Regions from separate parts of the Mus musculus genome. Here region 1 is linked to region 2. Evidence: chromatin contacts called from public Hi-C data. All regions are on one chromosome and are shown on one strand. Each heading gives the region's core, a stretch centred on a gene start, on an enhancer-like site or on the middle of the called end of the contact. The rest is flanking DNA. Distances are from core to core; before and after follow the strand shown. Region 1 overlaps Raver2 (ribonucleoprotein, PTB-binding 2). Region 2 overlaps Pgm1 (phosphoglucomutase 1).

Region 1 (6,152 bases), core at 3,181-5,680, 1.2 Mb after region 2:
ATTTTAAGTAAGCACATATTGGCTGTATGAAATGAAAGATTCCGTCGTGACGTTTCCACATGTGTGTATGTAACGTACCCTGACCCCCTCCTTCCTCTCTCTTACCCGCTCACGAAGCACCCCATCTTTTGTTTTTGGTGACTAGGTTGCCTCTAAGAATCAGACTTCACTCTTGGGAGAACCACCAAAAGAGATCCGGCTCAGTAAAAATCCATATTTGAATTTGGCAAGTGTGCTACCCAGTGTGTGCCTATGTAAGTGAGCCTGCGGGCAGCCGTGAGTCCCCCTGAAGACGCTCTGTAATGACTTTTACTTTCATCCTAACTGAGTGGAAGGTCATGATGCCTAGTGACAAAACTAAGCCCTAAATTATGGTCCTTATTATTTAATAATAAGTCCATTATTTGAAAAAAATGAAAATAAAAGACTTTAAAAAGCTTTACAATATTTTTATTAAGGGCGAAATAATTTTTTTCAATTATAATTAAGTCACAATAGAAAATAATGACGACAGCAAATTGTTTAAAGCACCGTAGTCATTTACGGCAGAGCACATTAATGCTGCCCAGCAGGGGATACACAGGCTGGATACACAGGATGGAACACCGTGATGTTGAAAAAGGAGAAGTTGTCTACGTCACTCCTTTATGAAGCCGTCTGTAAAGCTGAGCTTTAAATCCGAAAAGTAAAAATGAGCACCACGTGACTGCGGTTGTTATTAAAGCTCTGATCTCATGCGCCTCTGTGTAAATACAGAATGTAAACCTGGGGAAGTTGTAAATGCATAGAGAGGAGTCTAATTTTTAATATACATTTTTGGCGTTATGCAAACTATCCCCTTTAGTATTATAATCTTTTAAAGCTAAGAAAAAGTTAAGTATTCTAGTATATCCGGAGCATACTGATCTCGCCTAAAAACGGGCATTGACAACTATTGCCTCAATGAGGCTGTTTAATATGCGTCTTATGTGCCTTCATGTAGAACACTGGTTCTCAGCCTGTGGATTGTGACCTATTTGGGGATTGCATATCAGATATTTATACTACACATCATAATAGTAGCAAAATTACAGTTATGAAGTAGCAATGAAATAATTTTATGGTTGGGGGTCACCACAACTTGTATTGAAGTGTCGCAGCGTTAGGAAGGGTGAGAAGCGCTGTTGTAGAGTCTGCCTATGGGACTGGGTATATAGTTTAGTGGTAGAATGTCTAACTAGCTTTCTTGAGGCTCTGGTATCAGATCTCAGTACAGAAAAAGAATAGAATATCTATATTATTATATATTTATACTTTCATATATAATAAATACATATATAAATTTTAGAGGTTTCTATCATAATTATTTTACCTCTATAGCAGGCTTCCATTTTCAGTTGCTGAAATGAATGAAATGATATATATATATTCCTCCTGGAGAAAATAAACACAAATACATGTTGGCAACATATTTGAAACAGGCTGAGTTAATGTGCTTTGTCCTGTTTGTAATTTAACAAATCACCAAGTGGTCTTGCTTTCCCCTCTAGCCACTGCAGGTAAAGGCATGCCTCCGAAGACTGGAATTGCGAGCAACATTCTGGATGCGATCTCTCAGGGAAGTGAGTCCCAGCATGCACTGGAGAAGTGCATCGCCTATTCTCCATCCATCGAGGATTATGCCCAGGTAAATGATGTGCAGATCAGAACAGTACAGGGAGAAACTAGTCCAACTCTACACTGAGGCTGTTGGTCATGTTTAGATCATGACAGCTTTAGTTGTGAGAACACACAGAATGATCTCTCATCATTTGAAATTTGGGGGTAGGTTCAAGAAATTGTTTTAATATTTTTTATACCAAGTATTTTACCTCTTACAGTTTTTCTAGTGGTCCTCAAATGACATCCATCCTACCATCTATTTTTTGGTTGCACATAGCCACATCCGTTCATTTATATATTTTCCATAATGCTATCATACCCAATACAATAGACCTACATGGCTTACAAAGTTAAATATTTACTACCTGACTCTTTCCTGAGAATTCTGCTGCCCTCTGTTTTACGTGAGTGCGGTCCTTAAAAAATCAAGAAAAAACCCATCCATGCCTGATCATTGCTTAAGAGATGTAGAAAATGTTCCCACGGACAGGTATTCCTATACTAACTCTAGTGGGGTGTTTGATTTGGGGGGACAGAGTTTCACTAGATAAACCGGGCTGGCTGTCCTTAAACTCACAGTGCCTCAGCCTCCCAAGTGCTGGGTTTGTGTGTGTATGCACCACCACGCCCAGCTGTATACCAGAGCCATAGCATAACAGAGGAGCCAACCCTCGGGATCTATAGGATGTTCGTTCCAGGGCTCCATGGGTGCTCAGGTCTCTCTTATATGGTGCCGTGGGTGCAATCTTTCTGGGAAAATCTCTTCATCTTTGAACCTCTTTAGATTACTGGTGTGATGGAAATGCTCTGTAATTACACTGTGCTGTTGTTCACGTATTTGGGGCAAGTGCAGAGATCTTCAAATATTCCCAGCATGCAGTTGGTTTAATGTATGGTTGTAGAACCCAAGAACATGGAGAATTATTCGAAATTACGTTCACAAGATGCTTTGATGTGGTTAATTAAGAGAGAGAATGGGGGTCAGAGCTGATGTCACGAAGAAGCCATTCTCTTTCTCAGATTCCAGCTTTGTTAATGTATTCAGTAATGACATAGATAAGGACGCTGCCCACTGATTGTATGTAAGGAACGAAAGTAAAGTATTGGAGATAAAAACACAGTCATTTATGGCAGTTGTGAAGATTAGAAACAACAAAAATGTTCACCTAAGACAGTGCAAGCATCCTTACCAGTAAATACAACTTGATTATCTTAAGTGATATAAAATAATGTATAAAGACATGATATAATCTTCATAATCCATTGTGAAGATGTTCACAAGCTATAGTCCTATACAGTTCTATTTTTCTTTCTTCATGGCGAACAAAGTTTACTTTCCAAAGCAGGAGAAACATATTTATTTTTAAGGGTTTAGCGAAATGTGTATTTTAAGCCTCAAAGAAAGTTCCTTTTTGTCCCACATTTTTCATTTTGCGTGTGTCTTTGAAGTTGGTCTCTTCTGCCACTGCAGACCTGGTTCTTAGATTGTGGTAAATATGCTGGCACTGGCAGGGCCTCTACAGAGACAGCTGCTCACCTGTGGGTGGGCAGGTTCTGAGCTAGACCCTTGCATCTCTGTACTTTAAACAGTTGCTACTTCCTTTGCAGTGTGTTCTAGTTTGCTTTTCTGTTACTGTGATAAACACCATGACCAAAAGCAACTTGGGAAAGAAAGGGTCTTTCTGGCTCAGATTTCCATATCCGAATCCATCATGGAGGGAAGTCAGGACAGGGGAATCCTGGTGGCAGAAACCATGGAGGAATGCTGCTCACTCTGTGGCTTGCTCATCTTATATATGTCTGTCTGTCTGTGTATCAGTTTGTCTATCTATCTATATATATACATACATAATACACATGTATATACATACAGACATATATACATAAACACACATATATGTGTGTGTTTATGTATATGTGTGTATATATGTATGTATGTATAAGTACGTATATATATGTGTGTATGTATATGTATGTGTGTATGTATACATGTTTATATATGTATATCTGAGTAGTACTCCATCCACAGCATCCTGGGTCCTGGGTCCTCCCATATTAATGGAGGACACTGGCCACAGGGCAGTCTGATCCAGTCAGCTCTGTTGAGGTTCCTTCTTCCTAGGTAACTGAGGTTGTGTCAAGTTGACAATAAAAACTACCCAGCACACAGTGTAAGCATTTATCACCATCATCACCACCGTCACTGAGGGATTGAGCCAAAAGCTCAATTGTGCGTGTTAGGCAAGCATTCGAGCTACTCTTGAACTATATCCCAACTCAGTTCTTAATCATTTTTTTAAAAATAGCACTGGGATTGCCCTTAGGATCTTGCATGTTAGACAGTGTGAACATTCCATCTTACTACCATGCTGGTGAGTTTTAAACTGTCCCTTCATGGTGTAGGTGGAAGAGCCGATGGCGTAATTAACTCTCCCTGTCTCTATGGTTTGTCAATGATTTCTCAGACTGCAGGGTCCATGTCGCTGCAGTAGTAGCTCCTGGAAACTCTGTTTAGGTTCTTGGGCATAAGGATTGTGACAGACGGTTGTGTCAGATAGTAGATGGCATGATTTCACTTTGAAGTAAAGTTATCCATTTAAGGGTTTGCTACTTGGTGTTTCTAATGAATATGAAGTTATTGTTATTAAATCCCTGATAAAATCTGGAGTGCATTTGAAAAAAGCAGCTGCTGTTTGAAAGCGTTGGGGAATACTTCAGCAAACGCTGAAGGGTGTCAGGTCCTGACAAGGGGAATTCCCCTGGGGGACAGTCATGTTTCTGAGGCTCTTTGCTTGACTCAATGCAAATCTGCACTTCTGGTGACCTGAGTCACAGAGGAAGCCTAAGGGCTGTGAAGCTGTAAAGTCCTGGAACAGAGGGAAGCACATGGGTAGGAGCCCCGGAGCCATCGTGAAACTCCAGCCTAACCTAGTTGGCTGAGCACTGAACCGCTGCTGTCAGGGAGATGTCAGAGCCAAAGCTTGATGGTCGGTGAAGTCCAGCGCAGAGGCGACACTTGGATTTTGAACTTTCTCAACCTGTGGGTCACAAGCCCTTTGGGCAACAGACAACCCTTTCATAGGGGTTCCCTAAGACCACCAGAAAACATAGATGTTTATATTACCAGTAGCAAAATTACACTTATGAATTAGCTACACACACAAAAAAAAATTGACGGTTGAGGTCAGCACAACATGAGGAACTGCACTAAAGGGTTGCAGCATTGGGATGGCTAAGAACCACTGAGTTAGAACAAACTGTCCTCAACAGAGGAAGATAATGGAGTCCGTACTTTTTCCATTTCTCGTTCTCAGCATCCAGTAATTCACAATTAACTATGAAGTTGGGGGTGAAGGGTTGGCTCAGCAGTTAAGGGTATTGGCTGCTCTTCCAGCAGACCTGGGTTTGATTCTCAGAACCCACATGGCAGCTCTCATAACCGTCTGTTAACTCCAGTGCCTGGGGCCCTTTTCTGGCCTCCATGGGCTCCAGGCACACATGTGGTGCACAGACATACATGTAGGTAAAATAACCTACAGATATAAAACATTTCATGAGGGAGATGGAGCCGCAATGACCAGGTGTTGGTATCAGTAAACAATGACATTAAAACATAAATGGCAAATAACATGATGACATCATGGACACATAGGGGGTCTCAGAGAGTTACACACTATAAAAGAATTTAATAATTCTAGAACTGACAGGAGTTGTTTAGCGCTCTCGCTCTCTCTCTTTTTGATTGGTTTGTTGGTTTGTTCAAGACAGGGTTTCTCTGTGTAGCCCTGGCTGTCTTGGAACTCACTCTGTAGACCAGGGTGGCTTCAAATTCAGACCTGCCTCGCTCTGCCTCTTGAGTGCTGGAAGTAAAGGCATTCGCCACTGCCTAGCAGTTGTTTTGTGATATTAAAGATTACATTAGATGGGAACAGCACAGGACTGGAAAGACAGGAAGGAAAGATTCACCACTAGAAAAGCAGCAGGCAGAGGAGAGAGTGGAAACCAGTGAGCAGGCTCTTCAGAGCCCCGGGAGCAGACCAAGCAGCTAGAAGTGCATATCAGTGGAGGAGATGCGGTTAATGGAGTATAAAATGTTTGAAAAACGAACGATCAAAATTTTCTTCAAAAAACACAGATCTCATGAGCAGAGTCCCCTCTCGTAAATCAGGAACTCACGATCGTGTACAGGAGTCAGACTTACAGAGAGATGATCTAGACAGTAACGGGGTAACAACAATGCGTATTGTCTCAGAGACTGCAGCCTTGGCACCAGTGTCATCTGGGGTTGAATAATTGCTGGGCCTTCCCTGGACATCACATGGTGTCTAGCAGCCTCTCCAGCAGCGAGAGCCACTGTCAGGACTGATAAAATGTGCAGATGACAACTGTTTCCCCCCTTTGAGTTCATAGGGAACCAGTACAGAGCATCGTTGACACTGTAATGCATGCAGATAGTTATCTTACAGCCCTAATGCCAGGGCCAGAATGGAGCAAGTGAAATAGGGATTTGA
Region 2 (6,283 bases), core at 2,672-5,171:
CCTGAGTGGAGTCAGCGTCAGAGGAGGAAAGGCTTATTTAGCTTACGAGAATTTTCAATGGGTGGACTGTTGTCCCCATTGCAGTGGCTCTGTAGTAGCACAGTATGTCATAGTGGGTTCTCTGGTGTATGGTAGAGGAAGTAGATGCTGTTTATGGCCTAGTACAGAGGCTGTGACTGGATTCCACTGTCCCACTCAAGGACACCAACCTACTAAATACCTCTTAAAGTCCCAATAGTGTCCTGGGCCAGAACTAAGCCTAACACATGTCCTCCAAAGGACACGTGTCCTCCAAAGGATACATGTCCTCTAGCACATGTTACCCAGTATATTAGGCATGTGGTTAGCTAAAGTGCCTGTAGAACTTAAGAGAGAGAAGGGAAAATTCAAATCCCTGCCTCGGTCCATTGCTTTGTTGTCCTAGTACCCACCATTACACTAGCCCCACCCCTACCCCAGGGCAAGTAGTTCAGATGCTTCTAGCAGTGCAGTCAGAGCAGTGGCTCCAGTCTCTAGGTGTCTGGTGTTCTCTCCATCAGGCTGTGGAAAGCCCCTCAAGTGTAGCATCCAGTAACTAACGTGTGTAAGAACGTAACTTTATAGCCACATATGTGTGTATGTACAGGTAGGTGGATAGAATAGTGTCAGTAGGACACTCATAGACTGTGGGCTGCTGGCCTGCTCTGCTCACATGCCTGGGCTGCTGCTCTGCTCACTTGCCTGGGCTGCTTATAAAGCAATGAGGTTTATTTTGACTCATGGGTTTACAGGTTCCTGTCTGAGACCAGACACACTCACTGCTGGCAGGCTCTATGGTAAGACAGCTTATGTCAGGAGCATGTGGTACATGCGGTAGAGCAAAACAACGTTTATCACAAGCCTGGAGCAGAGAGATGCAAAAAGAGGCTGGAGTCCACAAGCTTCTGAGGAGAGAGGCATGCCCTCTCCTCGGGGCCTGTCCTCTGGAAGGTTCTACTTCTTCGCCCAAATACCATGTTGGGGACCAAGCTTTTAGCACATGGGGCTTTGGGGACACTCAAGATCCAAAGTGCAGCAGAAAGCATATGGTGGTGTTCACACTGCCTACACGTTAGAGCCACAATGGTGGCGTCTTCTTTCCCAAGGGCCTTCCTGATGGATGGGGTAGCATGATAAGCCAGAGCAATCATCCAGGGGTGCTAAGAGGGGATGCTGAGGGAAAGCGATGTCTGTGGTAGATGAGGTTGGCTAAGTAAACAGTATTGGCTCTGTGGCATAACACAGGAAAGTGGGACTGTGGGGTTCCCCTCAGCATGAGCTGTTGTCTAAGCTCCTTTCCATAGTGTGAGGAGGGTGCACACGGTCACTCACATGCTACAGGGCCTGCCTGGAGCATGGGACTGTATGTGTCTGTCTTTAAGGGTTTAGTAATGCTGGTGAAGTCTTGCTGAAGGCAAGGGCATTGTTCTCAGCCACTTTCTGTCAAAGCAAACAAGGCTGTCCAGAAGAGAAGGACCAGTTTCAGTGTCTCCAGGAGAATAACTTCTCCCCGCTTCTCAAGAGCATAAGCAATCAGAGTTCTCTTTTAACCAGCATATCTGAGCTTCCACGTCCCCGTTAGTATTGTTCCCTGACACATGGCCTCTTTGGGACTGTGCACTTACTCCAGTCACGTGTCCAGTGCTCAGAGCCTTTCGAAACACCTCTGTGGGAATTATTTTTCAGGCCACTGGTTTATGGGCCACGTAGGAAAAGCAGTCACATTATTTTATAGTCAGGCTTCATTTTTCACTTAAAATGATGTAATGAGATTTGAACACCCACTTTATTCATTAGACATGGCTCCAGACAATTTTTTTTTTGTCTCTTTTCAAAGTTCAAATCTATTCTCAAAGGATGAAATCTGTTATGACTGAGGACTTTCAAAGGAAGTGCCGCAGACAGGAAAGACAGCTTCCCCTAAAAGAGTAAGTGGAGTGTCAGCTTCGTTTGGAGATCTTGCTGCTCCCTAAGCCGGTGCTGGGATGAATATGCTGGCGCAGAGCCAGAAGCGAGTGACCGTGTGCACCCTCCTCACACTATAGAGAGGATCTTAGACGACAGCTCATGCTGAGGGGAACCCCACAGTCCCACTTTCCTGTGTCATGCCACAGAGCCAATACTGTTTACTTAGCCAACCTCATCTACCACAGGGACCACTCTGGTGAACGCATGCTTTCCGTGGCCATTTTGCAACTGTGTAACATCGGGAAAGTTTGTTTCCCCGCACAGCAAACAAACCGCTAAATACCAAGACCTCTCCTAGGAAGATAGTCCCATCAGCTCAAAGTCACAGAAGCCCAAGTCTATGACAGTGCCCACCTGATCCACGGTAGTAAAGAATTAAGGATATGGAGTTGGGATGGCATTACTGAGTGAGGACAGGGAAAGGCCTTTTGACTTAGTAGTAATAAAACTGTTATATTCCAGGGTCTTCATGGGGCCTTTGAAAAATGTATTCTGTGGCTCAAATTAAGGAAGATCTTAAATGAAGCAGAGGGGAAGTACGTGTGGACTACTCAGATGCATTGGGGGGAAAGACTGCGGCTGGCGCGAAGGTTGAGCATCTTCCGTAGGTGGGGCCACATATTCTGCTCCGGCTCTTTGTGATTCACCCCATGAGAAAAGTGCTTAGCACACAGCTCAGCCTTGCCAGCTTTCCCACGGAAGATCTAATAGAGAGAAGCGATGAGTGGCTTATGCGTTAGTGTGAGGATGCACCAGCCTTTGTGAAGCACTGTAGTGCCCGACGATCTACTAAACAGAGCGTTCTGATAATTCTAAGGGTTTCACAATGATTTTAAATACTGAGACCATTGGAAGACAGAGAGGAAAGGGGGACGAGGAGAGGGTCGTTTGTGTCTGCCGCCACCCACTGCATGGGTATCTCATCCTATCTCCAGCCCTATAGTGTGTCTTAGATTTGCCTGTTCAGGCAGTGGTCCCTGGTCCATGTGAGGCACAGCCATACAGCTGCTGGATCTGAGGGCTCAGCTCCATATGATACCTTAAGATGAATCTGTGGTGTGGTTCCCTGGCCTAGGCCAGTGTCGTCCTCCAGATAGGAAGCACCCAGAAACACATCTAATACTGTCATCAGCCTCCTGGGACACATGGACCTGTTCATTTGATAAACAGTGACACGTTGTGTGCCAGTGACCGTGCAAGGTGTCCGGTGAAACACAGGTAAAGCTGTGTGGTCATTGGAGAGACGGGCCCATTCATGGATAGCTAAAACTGTAACGTAGGTTAGTTTCCTGTGACTGCTGAGACAAATGACCACTAGCTGAGGGCTTAAAAAACAGAAATTTCTCATCTATTTTTGGAGGCCAGAAGTCTAAAAGCAAGATGTTGGCAGCAGAATTAGTAGCCAGAGGACCCTTCTGTGACCCTTCTCACTTTGGGTAGCCCAGGGCTTCCTAGCACATGCCTAGTCACTACTTCTGACTTCACAAGGCCATATTCGTATGCCTGTCTTCTTTCCCACCCCGGATTTCTATGCTGGGGAATTCGGCTCTAGGCCTGAAGTATGCGGTTTACTGCTATGCCACGCCCTCTTTCCTCTTCTGTTGTCAGAAGGACTCTTGTCCTTAGATCTAGGGCCCACCTCGGTAATCCAGAAGGCTCTTATCTCAAGATCCTTAACTTGTAAAGTCATTTTATCAAGCAAGGTCACCATCCAGCACAGGCTCTGAGTGAAGAGTGGGGGGTGGGAGAGACCACCATTTAATCTACTACAATTAGCATGTGATGGGAACCCAGAGACACCCCCCTACCTCCCCACATACACACACTTCTGCTGCTGCTTTGATGGCACCAGACCAGGACTATCTGTCACATGAAGCAAGCAGCGGTCCTTCACAGTGTCCCTGTGGACTGCCTCTGACGTAATGCCAAATAGAAGACAGGCCACTGGGTGGCACCCTGCATTGCACTAAGAAGTAGCTCATAGAATGAGTTGGAATTGACTTGGGTTCACGCTGTAGTTTCAATTTCCTGTGAAATGTTATGAGCTCTGCCTGTCATCTCTCAGGCTCAGAGTCCTCTCCTGTGATCAGGGGTGAGTTCTGATCTCTAGTGAAGAGTGTCATGGGAACGGGTTGAGTTCATAGGCTTCTGAATGCTTGAGGAACTCGGGGTGCAGCCTGAGCGCCAGTTACCATGGTCGTCATTGAAACTGTACTTTTGATTCAGGCAAGCCACTCCCTGGGCTGATTCAGTCCTGTCCCAAACAGCAGAGCCCATGTGATAAAGCCTCAGGTGAGCTGAAGAGCAGCTCAACAGCCCAGACTCTGGGCTTCTTGAGGAGGAGGGGGGGATCTTTATCATAGCTACTTCCAGGTTGAAGGGGAGGCTCCCAGGGAAAGGTGAGATCCAGGGTGGGGGTGGGGGGAGCTGAGTCCTGAAGTTGTCTCTGGGAAGGGACACACATGCACTCGTGTGCACAGTAACACACACACACACACAAAACACAAATATACTAAAAAAAATTAGATTATTTCTTTCATTTCATTTTATTATAGTATGACTTCAGAGTCAGCCTAACACAAGAGTTTGGTTCCTGGATACACTGTTCATTACCGGATGTTCTGTTTAGGGTTAGTTATAAATGTCCTTATTGTGGGGGAGGAGAGATGGTGAAGCTCAAACCCAGGCGTTTGCATACTAGGCCAACACTGCAACTGAACTAGAGCCCTAGCCCCTTGAATTTCTTTTTACTTATTTTTCAAGTTAGTATGTCATAGCGTAGTTTTTAGGAGATTAAGACGATGAATAGACAGACTGCCTGGACAAGTCACACTCAGGCTTTGTCGGCTGCCTCAGTGGGTAGGTCAGGGTTCCGTGGGAAATGCACTGGATACTGCCAAGGGTCCCGCAGCAGTTCCCACCTTCCTTCCCAGCCTGGCTTCTCTTAGCAGATCTGCCAGCACCTAGCAGCACACTGCACACTGTCGACCTGTGTGTTGCAGAGCACAGGTGTTTTATCCCGCCCCCGGCTTCATGCAGGCTCTCGGGGTGGGAGAGGAGCCTATTCTGGGAAGCTAGGTTCAGACGACAAGTCTAGCAGTCTTTGGTCTGACACCTGGCTATCTCGTCTCAAAGGTGCATGCCGGGCAGTCCTGATGTAAGCAGGATTGTCCCGGAGCGTCAGGGTTTCTTTCGTACACAATGCCGCTGCCCATTAGGATTCGAGGACAGTTGTAAGAAGTGGCCAGAACAAAGAAGAGGTCCCCTTGTTCCCAGGGCCTCTCTTGAACAGTTTTGGAAGCTTTCTGTCCCTTAGACAGTTACCTAGCGGAGCCTCAGTGCCTGGTTATGTGGTAATGTGCTTTGGGAACACTCAGTTCTATCCATGTGGCCATGAACAAAAGACATTTTTTTCTTTTTCTTTTTTTCATGACTGACTAGTGGTCCATTTTGTATCTGTGTGACAGTTTCCCTATTCATTTGCTCTGGACTCAGGTGACCTGGATCTTGGCTTTGGTGAATAGTGGCTGTCTCTCTTCCATTGCATTTATAATCAGCACTGGGATACTTGGGCCACACTGCTCTACTCACAGTGTTTTGAGGCGCCTTTATATTAATTTATGACGGTGATACCAATGTGCATCCCCACCTACAGTGAGTAGCAGTTTCTCCATCTCTGCAGCCTCACCAACATACACAGTCCCTGGATTTATTTCATAGACAGGCCAACCTTCAACCTGGTCCTGGAATTAACTTCATGACTCTGAGGGGACAGAGAGTTTTGGAGACTTAGGCCAGCAAACCCAAAAGGCTGTTTCGGAGTAGGGCTGGTCGCAGTATTTGTCCAGTGACACGGAAACTCCAGAGGTTTGCTGTAGCTGTTGTTTAACTAGCAGGCTACATGACATGAAACAGGTCTTCATCTCACCTGATGTCTTCAGTAAAGCAAGCTTCTGAACTTGGGTTCATGGTCCAGATTGGTATTGTAGAATGAATTAAACTTGAGTAATTAGGTAAAATACATAATTTACAGACGCAAAAGAACCACACTGAAAACAATTACACAGTCCAGCTATTTTTCTACAGATCTCCCTGAGACATGCCTATATGCGTGTATATATAAACACATAAACAAATAAATATGTATACACTGTTTTAAAGACAGTCTTACTGTATAGCCTTGGCTAGCCTGGAACTTGAGGTGTAATCCTTGAACTCATGACAATCCTCCTGCCTCCGCCTCCCAAGTGCTGGGATTCCAGGTATATGCCGACACACCAGACTTTCTCTGACATTT

Evidence for each region. A called contact is a pair of places that touch in the nucleus more often than the background predicts.
Region 1: a contact with region 2 is called in a Hi-C map of the CH12 cell line, with 2.3 times the contacts expected there. The contact joins two enhancer-like sites. A contact is called at or near these places in 4 of 39 promoter capture datasets (hippocampal neurons, liver, second pharyngeal arch cranial neural crest and 1 more), 2 of 15 datasets of contacts at CTCF or cohesin (large pre-B cells and pro-B cells), 11 of 484 Hi-C or Micro-C datasets (the CH12 cell line, the G1E-ER4 cell line, the P5424 cell line and 6 more) and 3 of 115 datasets of contacts at active chromatin or transcription factors (astrocytes, embryonic stem cells and large pre-B cells).

The regions. Positions count from the first base shown.
Region 1 is chr4:101,137,566-101,143,717 of GRCm38.p6, forward strand. Raver2 (ribonucleoprotein, PTB-binding 2) reads left to right here. Exons shown (of 12, transcript NM_183024.1): 10 at 146-254; 11 at 1,530-1,666. Among named protein-coding and RNA genes, the nearest start is that of Gm22100, 37 kb to the left of the region's middle. Within about 2 kb of position 4,431, at least 10 of the 459 cell types and tissues checked have an H3K27ac peak or open chromatin away from gene starts, as enhancers often do. A contact at or near this core is called in the CH12 cell line, where this site is marked.
Region 2 is chr4:99,938,265-99,944,547 of GRCm38.p6, forward strand. All of the region lies in intron 1 of Pgm1 (phosphoglucomutase 1), which reads left to right. Among named protein-coding and RNA genes, the nearest start is that of BC062258, 12 kb to the left of the region's middle. Within about 2 kb of position 3,922, at least 57 of the 459 cell types and tissues checked have an H3K27ac peak or open chromatin away from gene starts, as enhancers often do. A contact at or near this core is called in the CH12 cell line, where this site is marked.